Linked DNA regions of Mus musculus: regions 1, 3 and 4 are each linked to region 2. A link is a contact called in public Hi-C and promoter capture Hi-C data. All regions are on one chromosome and are shown on one strand. Each heading gives the region's core, a stretch centred on a gene start, on an enhancer-like site or on the middle of the called end of the contact. The rest is flanking DNA. Distances are from core to core; before and after follow the strand shown.

Region 1 (3,322 bases), core at 687-3,186, 900 kb after region 2:
TTATGCAAATTTTCTTTTTATCTTTAATAAATTACATATTTACCAAAGAATTGTTTTCTTGTTTCAGTGGTACTCGGGAGTTGAACTGGGAAAGCATGCTATCATTGAACTATAGCCCCAGGTCAAAGAACTAGTTTTAAATACACTTCTTTGGGGTTTATTTTGAATAAATATTTGATTTGTGTCCAGTGGTATGTTGGAGAAGGCAGTTGGTATGGTGTACACCAGCTTACTAGTTGACTGATAAATTTTCAGGCTATCTGATGGTTGTGGAAACAGTCATTATGTATTATCAATAAGGTATATTTAAAACTACATAGAAATCAATGCATTAAGTATGGGTGCTTATCAATAAACTACATTTAAAACCAAGTTAATAAACACTCAAAACTTGTCAGGCCTGGTGGCACAGCCCTGTAATCCCAGCTACTTATAGGGCTGAGGCAAAATGATCTTAAGTTTCAAGGTCAATCTGAATAATTTAGAGAGCCCTCTTTTTTTTTTTTTTTTTTTTTCCTTTCAAAATCAAAAGGGCTAGAGGTCATGGTTCACTAGTTGAGAACTTGTCTGGCAGGCTTAGAGCCCCAGTACCAGGACTGCCTCAGTACCATAAAATGTAGAGGTGGCTCTGCAGTTAAGAGAGTTTGCTGCTCTTCCAGAGGATCTAGGTTTGATTCCCAAAATCCATATACTAGTTCCCACCACCTACTGTAATTCCAGGTCCAGAGGATCTTCCTCTGGATGCTACAGGCACCAGGCAAGCACACAGAACACAGGCAGTTACACACATAAAAAAACAAAAACACGAAAACCAAAAAGTAAATATTCCCTGTTGGAGAATGGCTCATTAGTCATTAAGGAAGACCTGATGGCTTTTTTTTTTTTTTTTTTTTTTTTTTTTTTTTTTGTGGCGCCACCTAGGCCCTCACCTGAGTCAAGACGGAGCTGCGTATCTCCTTCCCTGCCACTGGCTGTCAGAGACCCAATGAAGTGGATGGTGAACACAGATTTCATACTTTCTGAGAAGTGCATGGTCACAGAAGTAGCTGCCGGTACTCTGGTGAAGAGTGGAAGGGTTGTGTAGTTGGAATCTGTGGTAGGGACAACAAAAAACTTTCCCATGAAGCAAGGCATCTTGGTCCACATCATAGTGTACCTGCTGTTGAGTAAGAGGAGTTCTTGTTAGAGACTAACCAGAACTGGAGAGAGGAAGTGCAAATCTATTCAGGAATGTGTTACAGATGCCAACCTCAGTGTTCTTAATTGGTTTATTGGGGATAAAAGGAGAAATATATTCTCTGAGTGACAGGTGTTACTGTGCCTCAGCAGTTAGGGCCCAGAAGAGCTAGTAGAATCCAAAAACATTTCATTCCCTCTAAAAGGGATGATGTCCTTACCTGGGTGTGGTGGTGCTTGCCTTTAATTCCAGCACCCAGGAGGCAGAGATAGACGAGATGATCTCTGCGTTCAAAACCCGCCTGGTCCATCCTGGTCTACAGAGTTCTAAGACATCCAGGATCACAGAAAAACCATGCCTTGAAGGAAAAAAAAAATGATGTCTGCCAATATGTCCTCAGAAAGCCCTTAAAAAGAAAAGAAGCCCAGAACCAAAGCACCCAAGACTCATCATCTTGTCAATCCACATACTCTGTAACACAAACACCAACTTGTTGTGTAGGGGGCGGGGCCGATGCTAAGGGCCTGGTCTCCAATTGGTTCATTTTTGTTGTTGTTTGTTTGTTTGCTTGTTTGTTTCGAGACAGGGTTTCTCTGTATAGCTCTGGCTGTCCTGGAACTCACTTTGTAAACCAGGCTGGCCTCAGAAATCCTCCTGCCTCTGCCTCCCAAGTTCCAATTGGTTCTTGATCTGTCAGTAAGGAAATCCATGGGCCAATTGCTGGGCGGAAAAGAGAGGTGGGATTTCCGGTCCCAGAAGACAGACCAGTCATAAGGGAGGAGAACAAAGTTCAACAAGCTTTGGAAAGAAGAGAATCGGGCAACCACGTGAGATCTCAAAGTGGAGTGGCTACACAGACCACTCCTACAGGCTGTTGGTCTGGGGAGTTTAGTAATTGTGCCAAGAAGGCAAGTTGAAAAGGAAGTACTGTGTGTGTGTTTTATCTGCGGATTCAAGGGAAGCTGGTACTGGGCTGGTTGTGCGGTCACTTCCCGGAGCTAAAGGCAGGTAGAGCTTAAAAATGACCTACACTCCTATACTTCATCTACAAATTGGGATCCCTAGTATTCTCTCTGGGATTCAATTAATTTGCCAAAAATGGTTCACTGAAAATCAGGTAAACATTTTGAACTCTGATAGAGGATATAGTGAAGGATTCACGTAAACACCCAGACAAAAAGATTATCAAATTAATTCAAAGGATCACACGCTGCCAGAGGAGAGGGACTCAGAGAATCACAAAGGTCTTAGGGTTCTGTGAAAATACAAATATCAAAGACCCAGTATCAGACCTGGGCAGTGGTGGTGCATGCCTTTGATCCCAGCACTTAGCACTTAGGAGTCAAAGGCAGGTAGATCTCTGTGATTTTGAGGCCAGCTTTGTCTATAAAATGAGTTCTGGGACAACCAAAGTTACACAGAGAAACTCTGTCTCAAAAAGCCAAAGTCAGCCAACCAACAAACCAACCAAACAAGCAAAGGACCCAATAGCACTCTGGCCCTGCGGTGGTGGCCCATGCCTTTAATCCCAGCACTTGAGAGGCAGAGGCAGGCGGATTTCTCAGTTCGAGGCCAGCCTGGTCTACAAATGTGAGTTCCAGGACAGCCAGGGCTATACAGTGAAACCCTGTCTCAAAAACAAACAAAAACAAACCAAACAAACAAACAAAAAAAAGAATCTCTCTGGACCCTCGGCAGTTCAACAGGGAGCAGGAAGAAGAGCTAATATGTGTTTACAACCTCACACTCACATAACCCTTTCCTCCTGAGAGCTGGTTGTTAAACTTGCCCTATGGTTGCCTTGGTATATTTCTAGACTTATAGTCTGGGAAAGATAAAACCCTCAAGTTTTGGAAGTTAATAAAATCCTGTCATGTTAGATGTTGATAGCACAAAATGCCCATGGTCAGAGACTAAAAACCAAACAACAACAACAACAACAAAACAAACAAACAAACTCCCCATCCATCCCCAAAACATGGGCTTGTTTCTGCGTGCTGCAAAGGAAAAGGAAAGTGAAGGTTCTAGATCTGTGCGAGGCTGCATATCAACCTCCTTGAATGCAGGTTTCAAAAACTGGGGAGCCTCAAGAGATGGCTCGTCGTTAGTTAAAAGTACTTTGTACTTTTTACTCTTTGTACTTTT
Region 2 (3,072 bases), core at 45-2,544:
TTAAAATGTGCTTTCATTTTAATCCCAGGTATAGGGATGGGGGAACTGCTTAGGACTGTCTGCAACAGCGGACAATGATTTGCCTCGAGCTCCAGCTCCGTTTTGCGAGCTGCAAATAGTTTCTATGATTGTGTGAGTTGGGAATTCTGGAAACTTTTCAGTGATATATAAACAGTAGGTGGGGCCCGGAGTTTACATATGCGGTTTGTTAGTAGTAGTGCTTAAAGAAAAAAAAAGAAAAAAAGAAAAAAGGAAAGAAATTAAATTCAGGGATCCCTTAGCCGGGCGTGGTGGTGCACGCCTTTAACCCCAGCACTTGGGAGACAGAGGCAGGTGGATTTCTGAGTTCGAGGCTAGCCTGGTCTACAGAGTGAGTTCCTGGACAGCCAGGACTATACAGAGAAACCCTGTCTCGAAAAACCAAATCAATCAATCAAGAATCCCTCTCCCACCCCCACCCCCTCTGTCCTCTGTCTCTCCCCTCTATGCTTATTTCTCTTCGGTCTAGTGTTAGAGGGGGAAGGAGTGGGGGAGGAGAATCTACAAAGTAGCAAAGATTCCTATCTTTTATTTAAGATAGAGACAGATGACAAAGTATTTCTGTTAGTGAAGTTAGCTATTATAGCGCCCCAGGCTTGGAGTGGGGTGATGTTTTTGTTGGCTTAATTTTTTTTTTCTTGTACAACAATGATCATGCCCGCCCCAACTTTATGGACCCAGGGACATGATATTTAGGGGAAATGATCTTCCTTTCTGGAACGCAACTTCTCCAAGGGCTGAGCTAGGGAACCGCTGCTCTCGCCTCTTTTCATATCAAGCTGAAGCCTCGGTCACCCAAACACTTCGAAGGGACCGCTCAAGCCAGGGCTCAGAATCCAAAAGGAGCCTGTGAGTGTGTGGGTGTCCAAAATGAAGGCAAGGGAGTGAGATTGGCCTGGTTGATGGAATATTCAGTTTTCAAAGTCCTGGCAGGGAAAGTAGCTTCTAAGGCGCCCTGCGCTTTACCACACTTTTAACTGCGCGCCATCGCCTCCGCTTTTGCCCAACCTCAACATGGCGCCTCCCTGTGCGGCCGGAGCGACTTCGAGCCGGGGGCCACCGCACTCCCTCGGCCGCCCCCCTCCCCGGGCCCGCATCAGCCTTTCCACACAAAAACGTAGTGAAGCTCAGCTCCGAGCGCCAGATTCCCGAGCCCCTTGGTGACAGCGGGAGAGCCGGCCGCCGGTCCGTACAGGAGCATGGCGCCGCCCACGCTGGGCAGGCGCATCCCGCCTCCCCCGCCCCGCACTGAGCGCGGCCGGCGCTGCCCACCGACGCGGGGCACAGAGGACGGCCCGCAGCTCGGGGAGAGCCAGGCGCCCCGGCGGGGGTCGAGGCCCAGGCGCCCAGGCCGGCGCGCATCGCTCCCCCCCTTTCGCGTCGCGGACCCCGCGGTACTCGCAGCCGGAGTGACCCTGGGTGGTCGCCGACGCCGCGGCAGGTGAGCGGGGCAGAGGCCGGCGGGCCGGCCCGGGATCCACCGGGCGAAAGCGCTCCGGTTTCTGGACCTCTCCCAGCCGGTCGGGTCCCGAGGATGCAGGGTGGAGCGAGGAGGAGAACAGGGATGGGTGAGGCCCACCCTCCAGGCCGGACTCCCCGGCGCGCCCCTGCCCTCGCCGACCGAAACAGCTGTTTACGACGAAATCTGAACGCGGTTCCCGGCGCCGGGGGTCAGAGATCTTTTCTTTTCGCTTGAAAGACCCTTTCTGGAGGATTCTTTTGTGTTCAGCTTGGGCCGGCGTGCAGCTCCGACAGATGCCGGTCCCCGTGCCAGGATCCTCCCCCTCGGTTTCCTGGTTAGGTACCATAGGGTTTTATGATTGTTGAGTGAATGAATGAGAGCAATTAAATAGCACCCCCCCCCCCATAATCCTACTACTCTTTAATTATAGCTGCCAGTGTGGAATGGTGGTGGTGTGGCAGTCTGTGGCCGCAGGGTACCCTTATGCAGGAAACCAGGAGGCACTTAACTGTAGAAAACTGAAGCCACAGTAAAGACACAGAATGAGACCTCAGTAGTGATGGGGGAATAGGACATTTTAAGAAAAATGGGCCACTTTTACTGAAGTTATTGTCACTTTTAAACCACAGGTTCAGTGCTACCCAAAACACCTTGAACAACCCCTCCTAACAGTGACATCACACAGATGACACAGGGTTTTATGTCTGTCAACAAATGAGTATCTGTTTGCCGGGCTTGGGGGCTTAGGGGTATACTAATAGAGCATTTATGGAGAATATGATTGATCTTGGCTCTTGAGAAGTTCAAAATCTAGACAAAGCTTTTCATTTCATTTTTAGAGTACAAATTAGCGCTTTCCCCACCAGACCCCCAATTCCTCTTTCCATCTTTGCTTACTGCCACTTTTCCATTTCAGGCACCACTGGCTTTTCTGCTGGAGGAATGAAAACCCCCCTCCTTTCACCCCTACCCCGACGTTATAACTTGGTGAAATTCTACTCCTTTCAAAGACAGGTCACATGTCATCTTTTCTGGGAAAGTTTTCTCAGCTTCCTCCTCTTCAGAATAGCAGCGTCATGCTAATTTGAGTTTCATTGTGGCTCCTTGCAAGCATGCCTGTCCGTCTCTGATTAGATTGTTTTCAGCTTCCTATCCCTATTGGAATAATCATATTTTGACTGGAATTAAAGGCAGTGATGGATGCCAGCTGTCTCACAATCAGCCTTGCAGGACTTTGGAGAAAGATGTAAACATTCATAAGGTTGAAGGAAGAGCCCTGGGAGGAGACAGGACCTGAACAGGGTCTTGGGGGGACAGGGACAGTCTTTTGTGACTCAAGGCATCTTGCCTTTCCTCTTCTCTGTATCCAGTGAATGACTTCCTCTGGACAGCTCCCTGGTGTTTGAAGAGGATAAAATTAGATGTTTTGTTTCTTATAGAATCTGTAGGTAATGAACATTGGATCTGTTGCACTTCCAAACGCTAGTAGGATTTAAGACAATGGAGAAATGGGTTTTGGAAGGAAAAGTTGGGCAGGGAGTGGTGGCACATGGCTTTCTGGGATTGAAAGC
Region 3 (2,985 bases), core at 168-2,667, 960 kb before region 2:
ATTATGGCTCAGGGAGACTGAGGAGATCTGCCCCGGGAAAGAGGCAACAACTTTCTGAACTTTGAAAAGCCACTTTTCCTCCTGGGGTCTTAGAATCCAAAAGCTCTCGAATTACTCAGACTAATTAGCAGGGAGAGGACGCGATCCGAGGAGAGGGAAAGCCAGTGCTTTCTTGTAGTTTTTTTTTTCCCCCTTTAGGCCACACAAAGAAAAATATCAGTACACTCGAAAAGGGGGAGCAAACCGCCTTTCCAGCTCGAAACTTGTTGAAATGGCAACACGGGGTACAGCTTGGTCAATGGAGACACGGGAAAATACCCACCAAGAGCTGGAGGTGGGAGTCCACAGGACAGGGAACACACCAACTTTCGCAAGATAGAGTTGTGGGAAGCCGGGAGAGCTAGGGCGTTTGTTTCCAAATCTGAGCTCAGCGCTCGGCTGAGGCTGGAGGCGAGGGCCCTGGGGGGTGGATGGAAGCTGGCAGTCCTTGCGATCGGCTCGGAGCTCCCTCGCAGAGCGCATCCGACCGCCTCGGCCTAGTGGCTTCTTTCACCGCCCGCTCTCGCTCTGGGTCCCTCGTGGCCTCCGGCGCACGGCCGTGGTGCCCATCCAGACGGCTCCGGCTGGCGGAGGGCGCGATGACCCTTTGGTGCTCGAGTGCTGCGGGCAGTTCTGTGCCGGGAGAATCTTGCACAAAGCCGGAGCGCGGGCTGGCGGGAGGCGGCGCGGAGAGTCGGCTGGTTGGGCGCTCTTTGCGCGCTGGCTCGGCCCGGGCTGGACAAAAGCATCGCCGGCGGCTGCTCTCCGCGGCCTGGGGCACGGAGGAGCCTCTACGTCCCTTTGCGCTGACCGCGAGCTTTTGGAGGCGCTGAAGCTGAGAGCTGCGGTTTGCGGGGGCGCCCTGCAGCCTAGCTGCTCTCCGAGAGCTCCAGCCGCACTTGCGCTGGTGCAGAGCCAGCCGCCTGCCTGAAGATCCGCGCTGTTGTGGCTCGCGCGGACCGTCGCCCTCCGACGCGGGCTTTCGCTGGAAGTAGAAAGTTTGGGCTCCTGCGTGGAAACTTCTCAGGCCCAACTCTCCCGGCGTAGCAGTGGGGGAGGGGACCGGCGAGAGGGGAGGAAAGAAGAGAGGGAGAGACCTGCCAGGATATTGAAATATAAAGAAATTGAGAAGAAAGAAGCGGGACTCACCTTTAAGAGGCATCCTCTCTTTCGTCGTTGTCAAGGCTCCTGTCAAGAGTTTTGAGGGCTTTTTTTTTTTTTTTTTTTTTTTTTTTGGTTTTTGTTGTTTGGGTCCCCCCCCCCTGTTGTTGCTTAAAGACCACAACGGTTTGAAATGACGGTATTTTAAAGGAGTTGCTCGTGAGAGTTTTCTCCACGGACGCTGCTGGGTTGGTGTGTGAGAGCAATTCTCAGATCCCTGGGAAGAAGACAGAGATTGACAATAAAATGGGCTGTCAGCGGCTGGAGAGTGAGAGATAAAGAGTGTGGGGAAGTGGCTGCAGCCAGCACACCTATGCTGATTGGTGATGGCTCAAGTGTGTTAATGTGTGTGTGCCGGCGCCCGGCCTCGCCTCCACCGCTCCTCACTGGCCCATTAGCGAAGCCTGACCTCTGTCATCATCCTCCAGCAAAACACTTCCTCCTGCGCCTGAACCAGAGCGGGAAATGAGGCCGAGCCACGGTTCGCTTTTCAAACCCACTAATCACTCCGCAACATGCAAATGCACCGCTCGCTCCCACACAAAATATTGCTTTATGCAAAGCAGCGCCGGGGCCTCGCGCCAGCCGATTGGATGCTCCCTCTCCCTGCCTGGTGCAATTGGTCGGTTTGTTTGAATATGAATACACTTGTTTTCGGCTCTGCCGGTGGGTCCCGGCTTCTCTCTCCGGCGCTGGGCCCCCCGCTCCTAGGCTCTGGCGCTCGCCGAGGTCTCCCGCTCCATGCGCTTCGGCGGCCAGCGCTGCGGCCGCGAACTTGATCAGTCTAATGGAGGCCTCTGAGCTGGAAGCATGCTGCCCCCGTAACCCCAAGCTGGGCCAGGGGTTCTCAGTCCGTGGAGGTAGCAAGTTTCACCATCTCTACGAGGTCCTTTCTTGTACAGTGGCCTGCCGCTCCGCCCCATTTCACCCTAACTTCCCACCCCTTGTCCACCTCGGCCTTGGCCCCAGGACACAAAGTACAGCGGTGGCGGCTCTCTAGCCCACCTGACTTTTAGGAACAAGAGAAAAGAGGCGGGAGTGTCCCTGGATCCCAGCAGCCCCCACTCCGGCGATGGTGGCACAACTATGCCTAGGCCCGAAGAGGGCCTCCAGGCCGAGAACTCAGCGAGGCCCGGCGGTCACCCCAGCTCAGGCCTCCCGAGCCTGCCCATTTTCCCCCCACCCCACTCCCGCACCGCTGGCATTTTCTTCTCTTTCTGCTTTCCGAAGCCGCCGTGCTCAGCGGAGCGGACGCACTGCCCCAGCCTGGAGAGGCTCGAGTAAACACGCCACTTACTTTGTGTACAGAGGATTCTTGTGAAAAGCTCTGAAGAGTCCTCACCAAACACTCTCCAACTTCTCCCACGTGCCATTTGTTGACTAAGTGCGGCTGCTTTTCCAAGCCATCGAAAGGAGGGGAAGACAAGAGGGGAGGGGAAGTAGTGGAAGCCTGAGGGTGGGGGTGGGGTTTGACCAATGCTGGGAGAGATTCTGCAAGTGTGTGTCCTCGCCGGCTTTCTTGGTGTGTCAACGTGTGTCGTTGTGAGGAACCGGTTATCTGTGTGTGGTGCTTATGTATCCCCGCCAAGACTCCCTTCTCTTGGGTCAGCTCAGTCCACGGAGGCAATTCCCCTTCAACTGTTGCCAGAAAAACGGCGAGGACAGTAAGTAAATGGCTTTTCCCTCCTGACCACACACCAGAAGTCCATTTGTTGAATGCCGGACATTAGGATACACCTCAGTACACTCCAAAGACGTCCCTTGGAGTCTGCAGTTTAGGTGACA
Region 4 (2,870 bases), core at 299-2,798, 950 kb after region 2:
TATCTTGTGCCTTCAAGGATGGTTTCATCTCTGGTTTTACTTAATCCAGGTGGCCAAATCCAGCCTAGCTGTTCTGAATATTAATTCTTTATAGTTACTTTGTCTATAAATACCTAAGTCCCAAGCCCCTCAAATTCAAAAGTCACACTAAAGTGCTTGAATATTAAATGGCCAGTGAAATGGCTCTGCAGCTATCATCACTTGAAGTCAACCCAGACCAGAGTTTTGACTCCTGGGACAAAGGTGGAGGAAGAGAATTGTCTCCAAAACCCTCTAAACCTGCAGGTGTGCAGTTCCATTCCCATACCCATCTTCTCAAGCACATTTGATATTCTACACTGAGAATATTCTACATCAACTATTTTCAGTCCAACTACTTGATAGGGGCAGTTGGCAGTAAGTTGGAAGCTGTCTTTGTTGTCTTTATATTCTTCAGTAAAATCACATGCTTCCACAGCATAGACAGCTCAGCCATCTAGCACTGGCTACCCTTCCCCTGCCCTACTACTTTATCATTCTAAATCTTGACTATCTTATGGCAGTTGCCCCCGTTTGCATCCTGACCTGGTGGTTTCAGATTTTGCAGTGACTAAGGTAATCATAGCCATCATCTCTGTTCCCAAAATTCCAGTTTTTTGTTTTCATTACAACGGAAATACCATATCTGGGCTACTTAAGCAGAATCGACTAGCCTTATTTGCCCATTTTTGTCCTCTTCCTATATTGGTTCCTTTAAAAAAAAAAAAGTCGAGTACTCACAAGGGTCATTATTTCTAAGTTTTGTGTTTTGCTTGTGTCACCACCACCTTATAGGACTTGTCTGCCCATTATAACAAAGTACTGGTAGTTTTATTTTCTTAAGTGCATTTAGAACCTTAGTATTAAGTCTAGGGCTGTATTGGTGACTTAAAACAATATGGCTAGGCATCATGAAGTCTTTAAAGTCCATTGAAATTTAGATTGATATTGAAGTTGGTGCGTAAATTTGGGGAAGGAATTCGTTTTAGATAACAGAACTTGTGCCCAAAAATATAGGATAAACCGATTTCACGTGGCTCATGCTAAAAGGAAAGCAGACATACTTACGGGTATCCTTGTGGATGTGGTTGGATGAGCTTTGAGACCCAATGTTGGGCTTTTAGTACACTTGGCATGAGTAAGAAAAGCCTGCAGAGTACCGCGGCCACGATCGTTGGTACAAAGTCTACAGACATTCTCAGACTGCTGCCGGATGGAGGTTCAAGTAAGATGAATTAAACAATTACTGGGCTAGTTTCATATAAAAGTAGGGAGGTCGATAAAACAACACCTACGCTAGCAACAGCTATTGCCTTGTACAACCCTGCTATAGAGGTTTTTTTCAACATAGCAACAGTGGACGAGTTCCTGTACCAGTGGCAACGGCAAATGCGAGACACCCGGATATCTAAACGATTACTTCCGCCTGTCATAGCCAGGTTACCCGCAGCAAATGGCGAAATGGCGGCCGGGAGTTAGTGCGCAAGCGTAGCGGAGATCCGCGGCGTGTTCTTACGTCATCACTAAGCGTCGAAGCCATGGAAGGTCCCATAGCTGTAGTGGTCCCCTCCCTTCTGAGCACTTGCCCACGTGCTGTCTGCCACTTAAGCGGATTCACGTGCAGCGGCGGCCCCGGCGTAGCTCAGCTGTGTAGAATTTTCTCCAGCAGATTGGTCAGCCTGGGTAGCAACTCGGTGTCTTCACGTGCTTCCGTTGTGCAGCTGCCTGGTGTCGGCCGGAGCAGGGCGCAGGTACTCTTTGCAAGGGACTGGGTCGGATGTTGAGATGTGCGTTTGGGTCTTTCACTGGCCGGTAGGGCTGGCTCGAGTACGGAAGCTTCTGTACCGGCTGGTGCCTGTATCTTCGGACTCTTCGCCTGGACTGCCCTACAGACAGACGTTCCTGGTCCGGGATACTCTGACATGCGGGGCTGGCTTCTCGAGCGCTTTCCGGGAGTGTGGCTCCTTCCCACACTCGGGCTTCTTCTCTCTCTTTGAGAGAATGGGTTGGTGTCAAAACTATTTTCTGAGAAACTCGGCTCCTCGTAGCAGTGGTAGGCTTTGAACTAACGCGGTTTAGTCCCAGATATTCTGCTCTTAAATACTGCAGTATGCCAGTTTATTTGCACTATTTAGCTGTCTCAGTCAGGACATTTGACAGTGCACCTCGTGATGCTTAGTACCCGGTGCTGTGTGTACAAGAATGGATACAGCCGAATGAAAATGACTTGTCGATCAGGTTGTGGTGGCGTATACCGTTAATTCCAGCGCTTGGAAGGTGGAGCCTGGAGTATTTTTTGGAGCTCGAGGCCAGTCTGGTCTGCATAGTGAGACTGTTTGAAAAAACAAAACAAAGCAAACAACAACAACAACAAAACCCAATACGATTCATCTTATTTTCTCTTTCCAATAATGCTTTCCTTATGTATTAAACGTTTCTTGGAACCAGTAATTTTAGATCGTTATCAGATCCCTCACTCTGGCCATTAATTTTACATTAGTTTTGTGTGTAGTTGTATTTCATCTACTTTTAAAAGTACTTTTTAGAATTAAAGCTTGTACTCAGGGGCCTTACCTGTTAATTCTAAGACTCTCCTATTATAACAAAAAATAAGACTCCCCCCCCCCCCCCCCCCCAAGACAGGGTTTCTCTGTATAGCCCTGGCTGTCCTGGAACTCACTCTGTAGACCAGTCTGGCCTCTAACTCAGAAATCCGCCTGCTTCTGCCTCCCAAGTGCTGGGATTAAAGGCGTGGGCCACCACTGCCTGACAAGATAAGACTTTTAACAATTAAGCTGGACTCGTTAACATTAGGTACCCATTCATTTTTTGTAGGTGTTTATGTGGCTGGC

Evidence for each region. Promoter capture Hi-C pulls out the DNA fragments that hold promoters and counts their contacts. A called contact is a pair of places that touch in the nucleus more often than the background predicts.
Region 1: a promoter capture Hi-C map of liver shows a contact between it and region 2, with 3 times the contacts expected there. The contact joins the promoter of 4930547E08Rik here to the promoter of Tcp11l1 in region 2. A contact is called at or near these places in 2 of 39 promoter capture datasets (the C10 cell line and liver) and 1 of 115 datasets of contacts at active chromatin or transcription factors (embryonic stem cells).
Region 3: a contact with region 2 is called in a Hi-C map of cerebellum, with 2.3 times the contacts expected there. The contact joins the promoter of Pax6 here to the promoter of Tcp11l1 in region 2.
Region 4: a contact with region 2 is called in a promoter capture Hi-C map of hippocampal neurons, with 2.2 times the contacts expected there. The contact joins the promoter of Nat10 here to the promoter of Tcp11l1 in region 2. A contact is called at or near these places in 3 of 39 promoter capture datasets (hippocampal neurons and liver).

The regions. Positions count from the first base shown.
Region 1 is chr2:103,809,236-103,812,557 of GRCm38.p6, reverse strand. 4930547E08Rik (RIKEN cDNA 4930547E08 gene) reads left to right here and starts at 1,936. Exons shown (of 4, transcript NR_040514.1): 1 at 1,936-2,085.
Region 2 is chr2:104,710,384-104,713,455 of GRCm38.p6, reverse strand. Tcp11l1 (t-complex 11 like 1) reads left to right here and starts at 1,294. Exons shown (of 10, transcript NM_177190.5): 1 at 1,294-1,480. It overlaps Gm6306 (predicted gene 6306), which reads right to left. Exons shown (of 1, transcript NR_166704.1): 1 at 553-3,072.
Region 3 is chr2:105,674,176-105,677,160 of GRCm38.p6, reverse strand. It overlaps Pax6 (paired box 6), which reads right to left and starts at 1,417. Exons shown (of 12, transcript NM_001310144.1): 1 at 1,189-1,417. RefSeq lists a cis regulatory region at 1,803-1,937 and a promoter at 1,356-1,937.
Region 4 is chr2:103,759,948-103,762,817 of GRCm38.p6, reverse strand. Nat10 (N-acetyltransferase 10) reads left to right here and starts at 1,548. Exons shown (of 29, transcript NM_153126.3): 1 at 1,548-1,769.